Linked DNA regions of Sus scrofa: region 1 is linked to region 2. The links are chromatin contacts, called in public Hi-C maps. All regions are on one chromosome and are shown on one strand. Each heading gives the region's core, a stretch centred on a gene start, on an enhancer-like site or on the middle of the called end of the contact. The rest is flanking DNA. Distances are from core to core; before and after follow the strand shown. Region 1 has its middle 8.0 kb from the start of TRNAK-UUU. Region 2 overlaps LOC102165006 (a long non-coding RNA gene).

Evidence for each region. A called contact is a pair of places that touch in the nucleus more often than the background predicts.
Region 1: a Hi-C map of omental adipose tissue shows a contact between it and region 2, with 3 times the contacts expected there. The contact joins two enhancer-like sites. A contact is called at or near these places in 2 of 5 promoter capture datasets (fetal skeletal muscle and liver), 23 of 47 Hi-C or Micro-C datasets (alveolar macrophages, brain, embryonic fibroblasts and 13 more) and 1 of 2 datasets of contacts at active chromatin or transcription factors (skeletal muscle).

The regions. Positions count from the first base shown.
Region 1 is chr18:47,046,650-47,049,565 of Sscrofa11.1, reverse strand. No RefSeq gene overlaps it. Among named protein-coding and RNA genes, the nearest start is that of TRNAK-UUU, 8.0 kb to the left of the region's middle. Within about 2 kb of position 1,520, at least 5 of the 83 cell types and tissues checked have an H3K27ac peak or open chromatin away from gene starts, as enhancers often do. A contact at or near this core is called in omental adipose tissue, where this site is marked.
Region 2 is chr18:46,924,204-46,927,230 of Sscrofa11.1, reverse strand. All of the region lies in intron 1 of LOC102165006 (a long non-coding RNA gene), which reads left to right. Among named protein-coding and RNA genes, the nearest start is that of TRNAK-UUU, 130 kb to the left of the region's middle. Within about 2 kb of position 1,315, at least 12 of the 83 cell types and tissues checked have an H3K27ac peak or open chromatin away from gene starts, as enhancers often do. A contact at or near this core is called in omental adipose tissue, where this site is marked.

The sequences.
Region 1 (2,916 bases), core at 271-2,770, 120 kb before region 2:
GCATTTCAAAAGGTTGGAAAATGCTGCTTATTTCTTCCAGCTCCTTTGCAGTTTTTTGCTTTTCTTACATTTTTAGTGCAAGGAAATAGAGCACATGGAAATGTCAGTTTCAAAAAAATTTTCATAAATTCTGAGCCTTTGTGTTAAAGGAATATTTTTATTTGGAGAATGGTTGGAAGCAACCAAATTACTGCAGCTGGTTCCGTGGTGCTTAAAAAGCAATTGTCGCTTGCGTCTGATTGCTTCTGAACATACTACGACTAGCATAGTGATAACAAAAGGAAGTCTGAACTGAGATATTAAAGGACTACTTCCTCCCCCTCCTCAAGTTGTTAAGTATTATTATCCCAGATAACTGCCTTCTGATGTTCACGCTCGTTTCCTTCTGGTAGAATTTGCCCTTTTTGAACCACATAGATTGAGTTAACTCCAATGAGAATGTACGTTTTCCAAAATAGACTTCCTAAGTAGCCAATTAAAAACAGAAGCGCTTAAAAATAAAAATCTTCTCTTTGAAATGGTGATTGAGCCTTTGGGATAAAAAATCCCATTTGCGAGTTTAAAAGGAATAATAAGAACTTTCCACTATCAACTGGTTGAGTAAAGACTGAGGAAAATGCCACTTTGCTCTTCCAAAAAAATTAGAAAATAAAGGGATATCAAATTGATCGAATCATTGTGGAAGTTTGGCTCCATTAATCTCATGCTTTTCAGTATGACCCAGTTAGCAGTAAAACTCAATTTATGCGAGTATGCAAGGTAGCAGTTTTATTCAAATTGTCTCTTAGATTTGGTGACACAAGAAGAAATGAAGCAAAACTACTGTTTGTGTAGCAGGGTTTTGGGTCCCACCACCTCCTCATCCCTACGTATAATGATAAACGCATTACCTCCATTTAAGATTTACGTAACTTTTTATGAAACACTATCACACTGATTTAATTGACTGCCCCTTTAACATTATAATTCATTACAGAGACTGGGAAATGATTATTTCCAGGTGTGGTTTCCATTTTCTCCCTCTATTTTGTAAGTTGTACGTCAATGTTATGAAGCTAAATGTTATGAAGAAAAAAAAGAAAGCCCTGCTAAAATGAGTTCTTGTTCTTAAAAAACTGAACTGATGATAAAGAATGATTTACTATCAGTTTTTGTCTTTGCAGTGGTGGAAAGCTGGGAGAGGACCAGCCATCCTCTCCAGTTTGGCCACCGCATTCTTGGCTTAATAGTGTGTTAAAATGAAATCTCTGACATGGTCTTTGTCAGGGCTGTTAATTTGTACCTGGCAGAAACATGATTCAAACTTTTCTGGAATACAGACTGAGGAGAAGTTCCAGTCAGGAAGAACTATTGGGACATGTAGAATTTCCTCTGGAAGCCGATGAGATCTCTTATCTGAAAATCAAAGGCTTTGCCTCAGTCTTTGAGATGCCCTCTCTCAGTTAATGGGTGTTAGGGGAGACGTTCTCTTAGGTAGAGAAGGGTTGACAGAACTTGTGAGGTCTGTTTTTTTGCAGCTAAGTGTGAGTGCTAAGGCTTTGGCTTACTTGGCTCCGTCCCCTTATAGCCTCGTTTGTTGTTCCTACCTAATTTTATTGCCCATTCTTACTAACCTTCAAGTCCTAAAGCCCTTTGAGAAAAAATGTAAACCAAAAGTGATTATTTGGAGAACGCAAAGGCTGTATCCATGTACGAGATCAAACATTTCCTCCTCTCCCTTGCTCTTTACCTCTGAACAACTACCCTTCTTTCCGCTTGTTTTCCTTTGCCCTTGTTCTCTTGACAGGGAACGTCTTCACACTCACTGTTCAGGGCCATCATGGGACCCGCAGGGTCCGGGATGAAGCAGAGCTCCATCTCTGCTTTAGGTTTAGGGGGAGCTAAACCCAAGGGAGGTGAGGCCTATGCTGCCCTCTTAGGTGACGAGGAGTTCCGGTCTGGTGGTCTTCCCTGGGTGTCCAGAGCATGGCTTCCAGCATCTTGTGGCGAGGGGTCTTCACGTGGTTGGTCCAGTGCTGTTCCAGGACCAGCCCCAACCCCCCTTCGCCTCAGCCAGAAGGTTGAGTGTGGGTGTGAAAAGATACGAACCAAGAGGAGCAGAAAAGATAACAGCAGATAACTGGAAACATAGACTTATCTTCTGTTGTGGAAAAGAAAAAAGCTCAATGTAAAAATGCGGTGGCCACATAGAGAATTGTGCGGAATCCCCAGTAGACGTGGTGTCGGGCCCACGCTGCAAACCCAGCCCCAAGCATCTTCCACGTGCTTTCTGTGCTTGGGATGATGCACACTGGCCTCTAAGAGGGAGGACTCCTTCAGCTGCAGACGCAGACACCTGATTCAGACTTCCTTTAAAGGGAACTCTGGCGTGTCTCTTGCTTTAGGGATCAGGTGATATTGTTGCCCGTCTCTGCTTTTCACTCTTGTACGTGTTCATTCTTCAGCCAGGTGAGCAGCATGGCTCACAGATGCCCAAGACTTACCATCAACCATGTTGGGGACCCCCGCACACCAGGAGGGAAAGTGAAGTTCGGTCAGAGTCACGTGCCCACCCCAGAGCCAGGGATGGATGAGGTTAGCTCTGCCCGAACCACAGGGAATGGGCTTTCTGCAGGAAAGGGTAGCTTCCATTACAGAAAGCATATGGGAAGTGATTCTGGGCACCCAGCACCAAAAACTGTCTACCACGTGGTCTCTATATTACACATCAAGGATGCCACTGCTCTAGGGATCAGTACTGTCCTACCACCGCCTTAGAGTGTGGGTTTGTTTCTTAAGGAACTTGTGATGCTGCTTTCTCTTCTTTGTTTCCTTGGGTGTCGTTTAAACCTGTACCTTTGGCCTCTACCTCTGACCTCACGTGGGGCTTCTATCACAGAACACAATGCTCATCAATATTTCTTAACACTCGTGGAG
Region 2 (3,027 bases), core at 66-2,565:
ACCAACCACCAGGCCTCAGAACTTCTATACATTTGGAGCAAAAGGGAAGGGGGGCGGGGAGGCCCTTTTCCTTCTGGCACAAATATGCCTCGCTCCCAACAGACAATTCACATGGATTCAGCGGACCTGCTAGTCTTACTGTGGTTGTCAGCTGAAGCTCTTCAGTAAACACTGACAACTCAATTTGCCCCAAATAAGAAGTCCTGGTGTTCCTTCTAGCCTCCTTGAGGTCTGGGGACACAGAAGGAAAAGCATCCTACTTCCAACCAAAGCAACATCTACCAGAAATCTGGCGGACAGCCTGGCCTCCCCGTCCCCAGGGGCTGCTCATGGAGTGCAGTCACCTAATTGTTTGTGATCTGCCAAATCGCGTTCGGAGTTTGCTTGTAGCTTGGAAGTTCTGCCAAAAAGTTTTTTCTCGTTCTGGGCGAGACATTCAGAGGCACCTCTGGGGCCAACTTTCTTTCATTACATTCAGCTAAGATGCAGGCTGTCCTGAGAGAGCCATCATAACTAAGGGAGCGGGGAGGGTGTGTGTGTGTGGGTGGGTGTGGGTGTGGGTGTGTGTGGGTGTGTGTCGGGGGGATAAGTTTCAGCTGAGAGCCCAGTGTGGAAAGTCACCCCTTTGCAGCTTGCGCCCCACGACCCAGGAAGGGCGGCTGAAGGACCCAGCAGGGTTCAGGCCAGTCACTCAGATGCCAGGAGCTGTGAGGAGAGTGGCCAGTCACCCAGGCACCATATGGGCAGCAGACATCTGCCCTTCTTGGGTGGTGACGTTCCTCCAGGGTGGGAGACTTCCATGAGATTGATAACCGCTCTTTTCCTCTGAGAAGGAAACTTTCATTGTGTGCGGTGTGTGTGTGTGTGTGAGAGAGAGAGAGAGTTGGGGTGTGAGTCAGTGCAATTTTTTACCCAGCCACTGCCCGGCCTCTTAGGTTTGATGTGAAATACGCAGCCTGCACTGGAATCAAATCATTGGCAGTGTACTAACCCTGCCAGGTGTTTGGCCTCTGTCTGGCCCGTGTCTGAGGCCCTCTCTCATTGCTCACAGTTCTTATCCTCACCCATTGGGCAAAACCCCATGCTTTCCAAAGCACAAGCTGCCCCCTTCTTCCCTAATGAATGATAGCACGTACGCTGTTCATTTATGCCCATCAAGGGCATAGCTCACGTCCTGGCTGCTGCTGAAAGGAATTGGCAAATAAAACAGACACCTGGTGGCCAGATACCCCTTGCTGGGGTGCTCTCTCCCTGACCCCGCTGGGAGGCAGGCGCTAAATGTTTGCTGGGTGAGCCGAGAGATCCCTGCACCCAGGGGGCGAGGGCAAGGCTCCCTAGGGGTTCAGGGCACGTACAGCTTCTCTCCCTCTGACCTTCAGTTGCTCGACTCTCTTTACAGGCAGTGTGGTCTCATTTAAGGGAAAAAATCAGTCCTCTTGGGCAAGAAGTTGGGAGGACTGTGTGTTATTAATTCCTTGGCCATTGGCTAGCAGTGTCAGCCAGGTGCATTATCTCCCACCTTTTTTCTCCAATTTCTACTCTGTTCCATCTCCACTCACCCCTGAAAAATGGTGGCAGCAAACATTTCCTTATGAGAATGTGGTGAGAATGGATTATGTGGTTGATGCATTTGGAATTTTGTAAAGGAAATGGGCTACAAATTCAAATCTCATCACAGGGAGACCGGAGAGACAGGTGAATTCTGCTGAGAGGTGACATACTTGGCGATGGTTGTGGAATGCTCATGAGGTGCGGCTTGGCTTTATCAGAGCCTGTCTTTTTGGAAGTTCTCATTGGACACCTATTTAAAGAAGGCCACTGTGAAGAGACTAGAGCAGAGGGTGAAGGTCGGCAGCAGGGTCCATGGAAACACTAAAAACCTGGCGGTGTTTATTCCGAGGGAAACTGGAGGGACCAGTTTTTAAGCATTTGAAGGGCTGCCGCTTAGAAAGATCCGAGTTGCTCTGAATAATCCTGGCTGCGCAAAAGCTGAAAGGAACCCAAATTTGAAAAACCTAAAGGAAGATATTTCTAACCGTTAGATTTATCTGATTGTCTCATTCAGTTGGGATGAATGTGAACTGAACACTGATGAATAAAACCTCAATGCTCTCTGATTCATAATTCTGTGATTTTCCTGTGTTGTCTAAATCTCCCTTATAATTTCAGTTATATTTAAATTACCGCCTGCCCAACAAGTAACCTCCATCTTTACTCCTCAGAGAAACGTGCTGGGATGCCCCGCAGGCAGCTGAATCATCCTCAAGTCCTGTCCTTACGTATCACCCGCTCTTCGCAGGAATGCCTGCACTCCCTTTGAGGGTGATTTTCAGATTCTGCTTTAAAACCTTAAAATCTCTGCTCCTCCTTCATACCCGTTCAGTTTCGGGTTGTAGGTCCCTAGCTGCCATGCCACTGGTTTTTATTGCTTGGTTCTATTTATTCTGTTGAGTGCTACGGTGGGTACGAGGTCTCTGCCCACCTTATCCCCAGCCCCCTCCTAAACAGAGAGTCACATGAGATGTGGCCTGGGGTACATTCTGCAGAAATCCTGACACCTGCTGATTCAGAATCTTCAGCCTTCTAGCCATCAATACCATTGCAAGATTTTTAGTTTTCACAAGCTTCACAGGGGAAGGTAGCAACACTAAGACCCTGGGCTGGATTTCACCAATTTTGATGAATATCTAAAACTATAGCCTCTTTGGTAGATACTGTTGCAATTTAGGATGTGGGCCAAATTTATTATGCAAATAATAGGATTGTGTGTGAAGACGTAATTGATGTTCTGGTTTTACCTGTTTAGATCATTCATTCAACAAACATTTACTGAGCGTCTCTTATGTCCAGTGACCTGGGGCAGAGTCAAGGCACCATAAGACATGGCAGCTGCCCAGAAGAAGGTTTTGTGATCTTGCACACCCTGGGATCATTTTGAAGATGAGATAACATAATAGATGTGAAAGCATTTTTAAAACTGGGAAGTACTGTGTATTTATAATGAAAAAAAATCACGCAAGTGTGGCA